Regions from separate parts of the Rattus norvegicus genome. Here region 1 is linked to region 2. A link is a contact called in public Hi-C data. All regions are on one chromosome and are shown on one strand. The core of a region is the stretch at or near the end of the contact, and the rest is flanking DNA. Distances in the headings are between cores, read along the strand shown.

Evidence for each region. Hi-C and Micro-C count contacts between places; a contact is called where the count stands out from the background.
Region 1: a Hi-C map of liver shows a contact between it and region 2, with 5 times the contacts expected there. The contact joins two enhancer-like sites. A contact is called at or near these places in 6 of 12 Hi-C or Micro-C datasets (Schwann cells, frontal cortex, hepatocytes and 3 more).

Annotation. Positions count from the first base shown.
Region 1 is chr6:12,273,089-12,279,802 of GRCr8, reverse strand. It overlaps a transcript of Fbxo11 not described here. Among named protein-coding and RNA genes, the nearest start is that of Fbxo11, 15 kb to the left of the region's middle. Within about 2 kb of position 1,777, at least 38 of the 93 cell types and tissues checked have an H3K27ac peak or open chromatin away from gene starts, as enhancers often do. A contact at or near this core is called in Schwann cells, hepatocytes and liver, where this site is marked.
Region 2 is chr6:12,025,415-12,033,176 of GRCr8, reverse strand. No RefSeq gene overlaps it. Among named protein-coding and RNA genes, the nearest start is that of Foxn2, 210 kb to the right of the region's middle. Within about 2 kb of position 1,601, at least 53 of the 93 cell types and tissues checked have an H3K27ac peak or open chromatin away from gene starts, as enhancers often do. A contact at or near this core is called in Schwann cells, hepatocytes and liver, where this site is marked.

The sequences.
Region 1 (6,714 bases), core at 528-3,027, 250 kb before region 2:
TTCCCGTGCATATCTTTTGCTCTCTGTGGGCACAAAACATGATGCACATACATACATCTAAGCAAAACACACACACACAGACACACAGACACACACACACACACACAAATCATAATTAAATCAATTTTAAAAATTAAACAAAAATCCCAACCCTGTTTTGGGGTTTGGGATTTAGCTCAGTGGTAGAGCGCTTGCCTAGCAAGCGCAAGGCCCTGGGTTTGGTCCCCAGCTCTGAAAAAAAGAAAAGAAAAAAAAAAAAAGAAGAAGAAGAAGAAGAAATAAACAGTTTAGAATTCTGGGTGAGTGTTCATTTGAATGGACAGCAGTGGAACTTTACAGGTGAAAAACAAACCAATGTAAGAGGAAAGACTAGATGCTCAAAGACAAGAAGAGGCATAAAAACATGACTAGAGGTCAAGGAACAGAGCCTTACCCTCAGAAGCCGTTTTCATGGGGACTCCATAAGCAAAGCCTTCAGGAACTTAAAGGCACTAGTGCAAGGGACTGGTTGAATATTCAAAACCAACAGAGGCAAGAGTACAGAAATATGGGTATGCGACTCTATAGTCTCTGTCAGATGGGATACAGAAATCAAGACAGATAAATTCAATTTTGTACTTATATGGGCAAAAATATGAAATAATGTATTTTAATCTCCTACTTACAAGTTTTATCAAAGTAAATGGAACATCATGTTACATAACAGCAGATGGCGCCAAAATGTCATTTAAAATACTGCTTTTGGGTTACTATAAATGAATACAATGAACTGAAACCGAAGGTGGGACCCAGGACTTATCATAGTAAAATTGAAGAATATAAGTTAGAATAATAAAATATTAAAGTTTCATGTGGTACTGTTATTTTCAGAGAGGGCTATGTTAGATGACTGTCTCCTAAGTGCTGGGATTCTCTTTTGCTTGCTGTCATGCTGTCAATTTTTCTAGCTGTCCACCAACGGTACAGAATCTCTCTTTTCTAATAAGTCAATAAAAATAAAACATTCATGTCTATTTATAAAGTAAACAGACACTTAATGGGAGACTTTGTGTTGTCCCCCCCAATGATAAAGTCTATAGGGTTCTTAGTGTTATGGGATTTCTATTTTCTGGGTAGGCAAGAGGCTTAAGGCTTAGAACTCAAGGCACTTTGAAGGCAGGCCTGGCAAACTCAGATCGTCTCAGTTTGACCCCTACATTTATGTTTGTATGCACATACATGCACACAAACCCACACACTAGCCCCCACACTCGCACACACATACCGACACTCATTTAAAAACTTTTACCACTGCTCCAATTGGTTAGCTCTTGCCAGAAACCACACAACCAGGATATTAAAAATTGATTTTTTTTCACACTGATGCTAGCAAACATAAATGTCAATTATGAATACAAGACTTTAATCCTTATCCTTAATTAAAAATTTTACTCTGGAATCCAGCCAACACTAATCAAAACTTTAGCCTGGGGTCAGCAAGACAGCTCAGTGGATAAAAAACTGCACAAGCACAAGCCTAGAGATCTCCCGATCCCTGGAATCCGGGGGTGGGGGTGTAAAGGAGGCAGGAGAGGCAGATCCAGCAGTTGTCCTCTGACCTCCCCTGGCACCATGGCCCCACCGCACACAGTAAAGCACAGACACACCAGAGCACAGAGACACTTGACTGGCCGCCGGTACAGTCTCCGAAGCCAGGCTCAGCCGGGCTCAGGCAGATGTTTATTCTTTAGAAGGGAGGAGGTGAGGGCGTGAGACAGCAGAGTCAAACCAGGGAGGCTGGACCGCGCCATGCTGTGGGTATTCATCCGGCTCCCTGAGGGAGGACACCATGCTGACAAGGGCAAACGTGACTGGGGAAGAGCAGAGAGAAGACTGGCTTTAAACACCGGCTCAGATTTAACTCACACCCAACAGTACCTGACTTCTGAAAAAGCTCCACTGCTGAAGACACAAAGCACAGAGAAACGTGAACCCACGGTTTATAGGAGTCAAGCAGTGATGTGAACCCACGGTTTTACAGGAATCAAGCAACTTGGAGAAATGTGGAGAACTAAGAGAAGAGTGAAGATCAAAGCCTCATCTACAGGGCAGAAGAGTAACAATTCAAGTCCAAATCTCAAAACATGCACAATGTGTAACTCTTTTTTTGGATCCTCCCCACCACTAATTATCATAGCAGCAGACATATTACTGCTAATTAACAACTAGGACAAATTTAAAACAATTGTTACAAGATTTCAAATTAACATTAGTTTCAAATATAAGAGTTTTTGCTGCATTCGAGTCTGTGTCAATGTAGGAAATAAAACCGAAACTAAGCTCTTGTTAAGTGAGTGCAGTAAGAAGGAGAACTGTCCAACTACAGAGCAGGCGATAATGGCCAAACCAGCAGAGGCCTCCTGTAACCCAGGAAGGTCAGTCAGCAGTCAGAGTCCTAGGCAGGAGAAGAGCAAGGTCCCAAGGCACGCCTGGGCTATGACACAGTGAAACCTCATCTTTAAAACAAGATAAAATAAAAGCAACTCCCCCTGATAAGCTAATTATTAAATAAAAATCCTACTTAAGCCTTTTTTTTGGAGGGGGGCCTGAAATAATCAGTTGCTGGTTTTATAGAAGATATTCCAATTTAAGGCTGACAGGTAACACAGCAAATAAAATCTATTTTAATTTGTAGTTAAATAGCGCATTTACATGGGTCTGAAACAACTCTTCAGTGTACTACACACTCAGATCATGAAGGCATGAGGTTAGTGGGATGTCCTAAATACATTTTATAAGTGGCTTCTAATGCAGGAAGCATAAGAAAAGGATTTTATTTAAAGTTCCAGTATTTTTATTAAACCAAACTGATGTTATAGTACAAAATTTTTTAAAAGTATAGACTAACTTTTAAGAAAAATAGCATCCTCTATACAAACGTAAATCTAAAACAAGACTCATGGTTTTGTTTGCTATTTAAACAAATAATTAACAAAAAAATAAATAAAAGAAGCACGACTCTGAGATTTAATTCTGCTTTTCAGATCCTAGTACGAATCCTCATGTTGTTTTATTAATCTCTACTTGGTATCTGAAACCAGAACATACTTTCTGCCTGCTTTTGCAAAGCGTTTTTTTTTTAAAGTAAAGTGACATGTGATGAGACATCTCAGTGAATAAAAACAGCTATGTCCTTTATACCTAGTTATACTCCAACTTTCCTAAGCTGTAAATGAACACAGGAGTATAGTCTTCACTGTACATATGAACCATCATACTATGAATAAGGAATCTGAAAACAAAACACGCAGGAGCGTGGCACAAGCCGCTGTGGTTCCATCCGTGACAGACGTCAAGCAGCAGCGGTGACGAGCATTTGGAAGGCCTGCGTGCCACTGAATGGACCAGGTTCCCTGACCTCTAGGACATAGTCTTAAGAGAGAATGCCCTTCCTCATCGTTTCCTGCTGGACAGAAAGCCGGAGCACGTGCAGATAATTTTCGACATAAATGCGTGTTTAAGAGCGTGGAGTGGATTAATAAAACAGGAACCTAGGTCTCCTATGTCACAATGGAGCTTTCATACCAACTGCAGGGGCTGAGCTATCTGTAAGTCTTCTGACCTGTCCCCTGTCCTTCTGTGTATGTGTATATGATACATGCCTGTATGTGTACATACAGAGGCCAAGGGGTCAACGCTGGGTGCCCTACTCTACTGACCTCCATCTTTGTTCTCGGAGTTTCCCCGTGTGCATGTGTCTGGGAGGTGCCTGTGGAGGTAGCAGGGAGGACACTGGCCTCTCTGGAGCTGGAGCTGTGAGCTGTCTGCTGAGAACCAAACAGCAGCAAGCTCTTAACTGCTGAGCTCGCTCGCTCTGCAGTGCCATCTCTCCCAGAATCTGGAGGTCATCAACAGACTGGCTGGCCAGCAAGCCTCAGGGACTCCCCCATCTCTGTCCCTCCTCCAGGGGCCATGCCAGGCTTTCTATGTGGACACTGGTCCTCAGGCTCTACTCTTCCAAGTCCCTGAATCTTCTCAAAACGTGATATTGGGAGGGGAAGGGTGTGTTGTCCGATTGGACAATCTAATTTAAAAAGTTTTAAATTATGTGTACATGTGTAAGTGTGGGGGGGGCCATGTGCATGTAAGTGTATGTTTTTTGCAGAGTTCAAAAATCGTATTTCTCAGGGCTGAAGTTACAGGCACATTATTATGTGGCTGCTGGGAGTTAAACTCATGTTTTCTACAAAAGCAGTAAACCGATGAGCCACTTCAGCCCCAAATGAATCTAATCAATAATCACACAGAGTCAAAGAATTCACTAAGTTCATATAAAACCTTCAACAAACCTAAGTCACTGGTGAGAACGGCATGACTATTACAACCAACACAAACTGTTCAAAACAGATTTTACTTAAGTAGAAGCTGGACTTACCTATAACCTCCCTGAGCCTCACTCTCATAACTGTAAAATCGCAGAAAAATAACCACCTATTGGAATTACTTGTGAGGATTAACTATAAAAGAGAAAAGAGGCAAAAGGAAAGCGTACAGTAGGAAAAAAAAGAGAGGATGATTGTAGACTGTTGTCTGACACAGCTGAGGCAGTGAGGCAGGTGAGAAATCAGGCTAGAGCCTGTGATGGGGCAGTGGAAAAAGAAGGTGGGCTTCGAGTTTTAGAGAGGGGACAAAGAGAGACAGAGAGGAAGATGGAGATGAGGAGACAAGATGGAATCTACAGGAGAGAAAGACAAACCGGATCCACATGGCATGAAATAGCCACAGGTAGCTATGGATCTCATAGAAGGACAGTAAGTAATGTAGGGTGCATTTGCCCCATATCTAGGTATGCAGCTTGTATCAGTATCAAGTGAATTTTGTGTTCTTTGTATGGGCATTTTGGGGATTGAGAATTTACTGTTATAAATCCGACTGATAAATTATAAGCCTCTGGAGTTTTTTTTATACAGGGTTCAGGGTTTAGAGCCAGTCTTGGTAGCCTGGCCACAGGGGACGGATGACTGGGAATGCGAGATTGGGAGGCCCACTTTGGGATAGCCATGAGAGCGGGGAGACCTCCGTGGCTGGCATGTAGCCAGCTTTAGTGTAGATTGTTTTTAATAATTACATGCAACGGGGTAAAAAGCGTAAACTGGGAAACAAATCAAAACGGTCATTTTAAAAGCTAGAAACAAGACCTGGAGAGATGGGGTCAAGAGAACTTGCTGCCCCTGTTACATAACCACGACCATCTGTAAGTCCACTTACAGGGGTCTCTCTGGCCTCTGTGGGTGATGCACACACACTTAGGCAAGCACCGGCCCCTTAACACTACTAGTTACTAGAAGGGGCAAGACAGGAAGAGACCTCGGAAAGCCTTACACTGAACACTTAATCACTATCCTGGAAATGGAAAACACATGCTTATTCACAGTTCTTTGGTCAGAAATACCTATGTGGGCCAACAGCAGTACAGGTTAAAGGGCAAGAACAGCAGCATTCTGTGGATCAACGGCAGTGGTGCTGCCTTGTGTGCCCAAGGCAGCCCTAAGGCACAGTAACTTAGATGAAGTGTCTCCTGACCATCCTCACTCCTGCCATCTCCCCATCCTCACCTGCCCATGTGACTGATGCCATGGGGAATGCTCTTCATCAGCTGACAGAAGAAAACCAGGCTCACTTTCCAGGCTGTTTCCCTATAATATACAGGAACCTTACAGGCTGTTTCCCTATAACAGACAGGAACCACTTCCAGATGGACAGATGGAGCACTGCAACTCCATTCTAGGCACCACTGAAGGAACATAGCTAGACACACAATTATATACCTATCCAAAAGGTTGGTCAGGAAGCTGGGGATGAAGAAATCTGGAGAAGGGGTATATGGTTAAACCTGAGTGGGCAAGCCCCAACATGTCTGTGTTAACATGTAAATAATGCCCACCAAGGGTGGCATCAGCAGAGGAGTTCAGGAAGTACTCAAGTGACAGCCAGCCTTCCTGTTAGTGATCAATGGACTCGTGAATAAAGCACCCATAAGCAAGCAGCAAGCATAGAGGTTATTAATTTACATCTGGGCGTAAAGGGGAGAGGGAACGCTGGGTTCAGGGTGGGTGCTGCTGAGTGTCTGTCAGCACTGGACACCAATATTTAGTCTTGACATAGCACTGTTCCCTAGGGTAGAAGGCAGATGTCACTGGAGCACTTTCATAATGGAAGAGCAGCGTCTTATTTGCCATAGACACAACCTAGCAAATGCTTGTGAAATTCACTAAATTCACACTCCATAATAGTCTTTCAGGGCTGGAGAGATGGTTCAGGTTAAGAGCACTGGCTGTTCTTCCAGAGGACCTGGGTTCAATTCTCAGGACCCATGTGGCAGCTCTCAACTGTTTGTAACTCCAAATTCAGAGGATCTGGCACCTTTACAGATGTACATGCAGGCAAAAACACCAATGCATATACAATAAAATATATATCCAAGAAGAGTAACAGTCTTTGCAGATTGTTAATACTTTGTAGGGATGGGGAAAGGATGTACAAGCAACCATGTATTCTCTGAATTGGTATTTAACATATGTACCGTTTCTTCAGTTGCCAGGAGTCACAGGCCTAGACATAAGAGGTAGACATAAGAATGGTCTTTGCCTTTAGTGACCCACTAACAAAACTTCTGCTTTGTGAGCACGGATATTCTGGCCCGGAGATCTCAGCTCCAAAGGAAGGAAGAAATGC
Region 2 (7,762 bases), core at 352-2,851:
AACCTGACAGTCCAAAGCTGTGCAGTGGATACTTCCAGAGTGCTGGGTTCTTTGTCTTCCAGAAGGAAGGAGATGGAGTGCACAGCACAGCTGCTTTCTGGGAAGAAAGAACACTGGTATAGATCTTTGTATATTGATACAACATTGGAAATGACCATATGTTGTCACTGCCTTGGGAGTGAAAACGGAGTTAAGAAAGGATTCAGCTGGGGTTGGGGATTTAGCTCAGTGGTAGGGCGCTTGCCTAGGAAGCGCAAGGCCCTGGGTTCGGTCCCCAGCTCCGGAAAAAAAAAAAAAAAAAAAAAAGAAAGGATTCAGCTATGAAGTACCAGGTCAGAGTGACTCCCGGTTAAGACGAAGACCTTTTAGAAGTAGAAACAAATCTTGGGAAGTCTCTTGTCTCTGAGAGGTTGATAGGCTTTAGTATTAAAATAATGTAATTGAAGTTAGGCGGTGGTGGCACATACCTCCCACCACTCAGAAAATAGAGGCAGGCAGATCTCTGAGCTCGAGGCTAGCCTGGTCTACAGAATGAGTTTCAGGACAGCCAGGGGCCACACACAGAAACTCTGTCTAGAAACAACCAAATATCTAAGTATATACAATATAGTTATTTTTTTTCTTACTGTCTGTGGTAACAAACAATTGGAGTAATTATCTGGCAAGCTGTGTGTCCTCTAGATCAAAATCTATCCGTCTTACTGATGCTACGACCTCCTACTTTTTACCAACTGGAATTCCTTATATACATGTTAACAAAATACATTATAAATACTAAGTTACAATAATAGAAATAATTTGACTTGTACAATAAAATACAATTAACAGGGCCCAGGTGCCCAGTAATGAGTTTGAAGTAATGACTCATAAGTTTGAAAACTTCCCTGACTGGGTTTCTAATGCGATTACAAGTGGGTCGTAAAAGTGAATGTGAGAAACTAGTTTCCCAAGTCAAGATTGCCATTTACTGGAACCCGTGAGTTCAGAGGAAGGTAATAATCAACCGGGGAGAAATAACTACTGTTGACTCATTAATCCAAGAAATCCACTAATTACAGTGCCTCAGTTTCCCTATTTTATGAAGATGTCACCTGCCTGCTGCTCTGTTGTGTTTGGAAAGTCCAGGGAGATAATAGTCAGCGTGCTTTGAAAATAAGGGATACATTATAAATGCTAATAATAATAACAATAATAACAGGGAGTCTTTAATGACAGGGATCCTTTAATAATACTCATCAAGTATAATAGCATTACTAACCAGTAGAAACAAGACAGAGTGCGTCTGCCTTCTTAATCATTAGTTTGTCTCATGGGAAATTGGTGGGGGATTGACGCCTTACCTCGACTCCCCCCCACAGGCTTGCCCATCTGGTGACTCCTGCTGTCCAACTAGCACTTGCTTCCTTTCTCTTTAAGAAGGCCAGCGGCGTAACAGAGAGGAGGGGACAGAGATATCCCTAAGCCCAAAGAACATGGTTATAAAGTTCTAGTCCAGAGCTGGTTGGAGAAAGAAAGAAATGTAGGCTTCGGACTGAAGAGAGTAAAGGACTTAGAGGACGAAGGACCAATGTGACCACCGGATCCTGCCACGAGGTGGCGACAATCCAGCTGAAAAGACTCGCTCGGGTGTCATAGATGGTTCGCAACCAAAGAAGGAACTTCCACAGACACAAAGGGGTCTTCGGAAGGAGAACAGGCATTTGTCTGCTTCGCCAGCAGCACATTGGGACTGGACGTAACAAAGGCGGCCTCGAGAAGGAGCGAGAATTTCCCTTCTCATTCCTTGGGCTTCCACTTCGCAGGGCTGCAGCCCTTGAGAATTTTGTGAGAAATCACCCGAAAAAGGTTTGACCCTCCTGCCACCCGAAGGCCAGCCAGAAGCTTTCCCGCAGCGACATTCCCAGGATTCCAGCCCCTGAGAGGACGATTTTGAGTCCAGCCACATGCTTTGGGCTAGGTTCCGGCTGCAACTGCAGGTCCGACCCAGCCCAGCAAGGCAATCCGGTCAGCTCACTGGGGGCCCGGTCCTTGGAACCCCTTAGAACCCGACCTTGGAGCGACTGCACCCTGGCTCTGGGAAGTGTAGCAGCCGTAGGGCGTACCCGTAGCTCGCACCCGGTGCCTGGGAAAATATCCGGAGCTGGGCGAGCCGCGGGGCCGAGGTTGGGGGTGGGGGGTGTTGCGCTCCTTGTTTTCTTTTGTGTGAATGTGAGAACAAACCACACCCTCGTTTGTGCTAGGCGGGAAGTAGTTGGCTTTGAAACTCCACTATTAGGAAATTTCAAATAGGGCTGTTAGGAAACTCCAGTGCAATTCTTAGGACCGTCCTTGGCTGCAGAGCCTGCCTGCTGACGCCGTGCCTAGCCTGCCAAGGTGCTTTAACCTTTGGCCTGCCAGCCACGGGCGAATCCATGGCCCTCCAGCTGGAACCATGGTCTGCACTAGGAAACACGGGCAGGCTACTCAGGGGTGGTCCCATAGGACTGCCTTATTTAAGGCCCAGAGCATCAGCACCTGCATTTTGTAGACGAGGGAAACAAGCCTTTGATACCGAGTAGTTTGCCCAAGGCTCTCAACTCTTAGTGGGGGTGGGATTTTACACTGGACCTGCATTTCTCCGAAGCCCTAGGCTATAGGTATGCCTCCTGCTACAGCCCTGCCAAGAGGCAACTGGGAGAAGTATAAATAGAGCCAGAAATGAGCTTAAATTCTGGCAGGACAACCAAGCTTATTTTGTATTCTTCTTGCCTTTGAATACAGACTGGAGAACCGCTAGTGTAGCGCGCCCCTTTCCCATCTCCTGATATCAACAAATGTCTATCGTTTGTGTTTTATACCAGGAAACTTTCTAAGCACAGAGACATCCCAGCCAAGACAGACCATATTAATGTGTGGCTGCACGAGTGCTTGACGAGCTAATGATTAAGCTATCGACTCTCAGCCCTAACCGTTGTCAGCTGCTGCAGCTGGGCCTCTGCTACAGAGCCCTGAAAAGCTCTGCCAATCGGGGCACTAGAGGGAGACTCCAGGCAGCAGGAGGATGGGCAGCGTTCTCCTTGCTTTAGGCAATCCCAGAAGGTTCCCCCTGCAGCAGGCAGCAGGCCCCTTGATTCCAGTCAGATTTCTCCAATACTCCCAGCCAATCTTTGTGCTGGGTGAACTGTGTCAGAATCGGAGCAGGGCAACACCCACTTCTCTGCAGCCTGAGCCCAGGCACCGGGGGTTCCCCAGTCCCGGCATGTTAACTGTTCTCTTTAGTCTTCTGAACCCAACGAAACAGAGAGACCTTTAGTTTGTAATGAGTGGGTGGGTGGGTGGGGAGGTGGCAGGGTGGAGAGGTAGGGGGTCACTCCACTCTGTATCTCTTCAATCTCACAGACAGGCACCTGCAGACCTGACACAAATGTCTGCCTGCCCCTCCTCCTCCCCACTGCCCTGCCCCCTATTGAAAAACTAGTTTGCTTTCTAGTTTTTGTTTGTTTTCACCACAGACTTTGATTGAAGCTTCCAAGAATCTTTGTTTTTGTTTTGTTTTGCTACAAAATTTCTTCTGTCAGAGTTGTTGGGATGTTAGGAGACAATATAAAAAAAAAAATGCTCTGGAAGCTACTTCAAAATCTACACCTATAACACAATTCCTGGAAATTCCTACCAGAAGGGTGTAAAATGAGAGTGATGAGAGTGGGCCAAGTATTTTGAAGATGGCTCACATAGGTGTCAGCCAGGGTAACCTCAGAGCAGGGTGGAGCCCGTGAATCAGCATGGGGAAAGCAGCCATACCAGTGGCTGTGAGAGCCAAAGTTAAGCCTAAGAGATCCACGAAACAGAAACGCACCTACCCTGTAAGCCCCTTGCCCGAGGACAGACACTTCCTGAGATGCTGGAGGCTGCTGTATGGGCCATAACAAACTCCCACAAGTCTGTTTGACTCAACTGCAACGGATGTGGTGATCACGTGTAGGCTGAAGGTATGTGGCAGGAAGTAAGGTCAGGGGGTGGCAATGGCTTATTCTCGACCAATGGGGTTAACATGAGCCATCATGAGATCACATTGTGTGTTTGAAGAACGCACTGTGTTCTTTAAGCATCTGAGGGACGAATATTGTACGAAGAAAGCACCAGAACCCAAGGAGTAAGCAATTCATCTTATTGGTGTTCAGGGCAGGTTCGAGTTTTCCATATTCCACTGAGCAGCTGTAGGAAGAAAAAAAATAACAATGTATCCCCGTATCAGCTACTTCTCTGCTGCCCTGACAGAGTCATTGTAAGAATAGTAATCAGGAGCCTTTTCTGTCAAACACCTAAAACCTGAGCTGAGGACAAGCAAGATTTTTTTGTTTTTTTAAATCTCCCCCACCCTGTAAGACTTTTATGCAAATGACTTAATCCTCTCTACCTATTAAAACCTTTGTTTACACAAAGGCCCTCTGCTCTATTTTAGGAATTTGATGGCCTGGAGCAGTGGCCCTCCTTCCAGCAGGAGGACTTGCCTCTCTCCTTCATTTCTCATGCATCAGTTGTCTTCAGACTAGCCAATTAAATAAGGTTCTCTCCATCCCCAGCCAATGCAGAAAAGACAGAGCCACGACCAGAGTTAGAATAAAAACCAGTAGCACTTCCTGTCTCAGCGCGTTCTTCCCTCCAAGCATACCTTAAGAATCAAGTTTGCCTGGGTTCGGTCCTCAGCTCCGGGTGGGGGGGGGGGGGGGAAGAAAAGAAAAAAAAAGAAGAATCAAGTTTGCCAAACTGGGTGGTGGACACACGTGCCCTTTAATCCCAGCACTCCGGCCTGGTCTACAGAGCAAGTTCCAGGACAACCTGGGATACACAAGAAACCACGTCTTGAAAAAAGGAGGGGGGAGGGGGGAACTCAAGATGTTTGTATCTTAAATCCATTCATTCATCCGGTAATGACGATGGACATGGAAGCTTTGTTATAGCAGGCAGGTGTTCTATTACCAGCTTCTGTCTCCCAATCACATGTATTTTTGTTTTAAATAAAAGATTTGGTTTTGTTTAAAGTCATGCGATTGTGTCATCTGGGTCTGTGAATGGGTGTGTGCAGGAGTGAAGTGCTGGCGGACGCCTGTGGCTTCGGATCCCACAGAGCTTGCTGTGGGCCCCCTAAGGTAGGCGCTGGGAATGAAACTCAGGTCCACTACACAGCAGCCGCTCCCGAGGGCGGAGTGTCTGTCTCTCTATACTAAGACGTATTTTATTTTAACTTAAAAAACAAACCAGTTAGCTCCTTTCTTACTAAAATTATGCATATTTACTGTGAAACAAATGAGTGAAATGGCCCAAATGTCCCCTGAAAGGAGAGAGCTTCTTCGCCCCTTCGGTTTGGCAGCATACAGCTCACATAGATTCTTCCTTCCGGATACGCCAGGGTCCCCTTGGGAGCAATCTGGGCACTGTCCCTGCCTAGCCAGAGATCAGTGGCCGAATTCCAGGCACGATGAGGATGCTTTCCCTTTGAGTTTCGGAAATTTGAGTTAGAGAAAAAGACCAGTGGCTGCTGGTGAGGCTGGAAGGTGTGGAACATGGCAGCCGAGCGCACTAAGACCCACAGGGCGTCCACGTCTCTGAGGCGAGTCTGGGTGGGGCGTGCCTCCGCCATGTTTTCTCTGTGTGCACGCAGAGCCTCTGGATTGACTTGGTGTGTGTGTTCTACAGTATTTGATGATGTTCATAGAACGGATGAACATGGGCTCCTTCCTGCTACGATTGGCAGTTAGGATGCTGGGTCCCAGCACAGTCTGAACACTTTGACGAACATTGTATATTTCTCTTCCTTTCTCTCTCACTGGTTCCTCCAAACAGCCTCACTGGTGGCGACAGCATTTATCAAATAAGGACCATCTTAACATTAGAGAAGTAAAATTTAGAACCAGAGACACTGCCTGGCGTCCCCACTCTCAGCCTAGGGCTCTTTGCTGCAGAGCAGCTTGACCCAGCGTGCAACTGAGGAAGAGCCTAACTTCCCCTCAGCCTGTCTCCAGCCCAGAGTTTGCTTCTCGCCTCACTAGAAGAATTCATGTAGGAATCACTGAAAGGAATGTATCAGGCAAGGGAAGTGGTTCATTGAAACTATTCATATGTAGAAGTCAGGCTGTGTCTGAGGAATCATGATGAATCTCCCGTGGCCTGAGTCATATCGATGAAGCAGGAACATATACAAAGCTCCCAACCCAGCAGCTCTCAACCTGTGGGCTTGTTTAATAAAAAGAGGAAAAATTGGAGAGAGGGGATGGTGGAGCAGGAATAGGGTCATCGCGATCTTCAGCTATTTCCTGCTGATGTTGAGGTGACATATCTCTGGGAAACCTAAGACAATGGGTTATGGGGATGTTGGTCCAGGAAGATTGGATGTTTCCTTGCTGTCCGGGGCCTGTGGCGCCATCTGTGGATAGATCAGAAGGAGCAGGTCCAGTAGTAGAAGCATCTGTGTCTGTGAGAGTAGATTGGAGCATCTATGGGTTGTTCCTCTGGAGCTGTCCTGTATGTAGCAAATGCCTGAAAAACACACACACACACACACACACACACACACACACACACACACACACGTTTGGGAGAAAAAAAATTTTTTTCTCGAGTGGACATTTGAAAGTACATTTGAAACCTCGAGGTGTTGATGGTTGAGGGTGAGGGGAGTCTCAATCCCAGGGTACAGGAGAGGAATCCCACCCTCTGAAACATGTAGGTGTACTTATCTGGATGGAGTCCATTTGGTCCACAAGAGAAAGATCTGAGTGGGTTTCCTGTAGCTTATACGTTTACAAAAGAGATAAGTTTGTTAACAATATAAACAGTAAGATGAGCTTAGGGAAGACAAAAACCTTTGTGAAGCAGAAGGATCAAGAAGGGTCCTTTACTTCTGTCTAGGAGACCAAATATACATAAATTTAGTGAAATGAGAAAGAATTTTAAGTTTATATTTGAGAGACGAAGGAAACTCAAAGCATTGACCTTGTGAATGTTGTAGTTAATCACACAGTTTGAGCAAGAGAAACACCTTAGTCTACAGTTAAGGCTTACGTGTGAGCATGATAGCTTGTAATGTGGACTCAGCATGAGAAACACTTTAAGTTTATCTTAAAGGGCAATCAAAGGAAACTTAATATTCGAACTTGTGATCATACAGTTGGATCGGACAGCGGAATGTTTTGTTAGGGTTAGGCTAATTTATAAGAACTATACTGATTAGTGTTAGGACAGTGGCATAGCAAGAAGAGGAAATATGAAGCCTTTAGTCACTGGAAACTGAGTTTAGGAAGTAACAGAAGTTATATCTGAGAAAGCTCATATTGAACGTGTTTATTGTGAAGTCTGTAAGAAATCTGGTAGTCTTAGCTAGTTAACACATTTATTAGTGAGCAAATAAGATTATCTTGGGGCAAGGAAGGTCTTGTAGTCAGAAATCTGGGAAGAATAAATTATAATCTAGCAATCATGTATTAATTAAAAACGACAGAGGTTGGTCCATGGTCCACTACCTAAATGTTCCCAGGACCCTGTGGTCTCCGTGGCAACTTGGGCAGGGTCAGTCTGGGCATCAGGTCCAGAAGACAAGAAGCTTTTTCCTGTGGAGTAGGTGTGTGTGAAATGAGAAATGACCCACTTTGACTTAGGCAATATGAGATATTTGACTCTCAGGGTATCCAGTTTGTCCACAGTGTAGGCAAAACCCTGGCTGCAGCCAAAGCAATGGAGCAGTGTTCCTCAGTGGTTATCATACCACAATCCAGGCAGTCTTGTC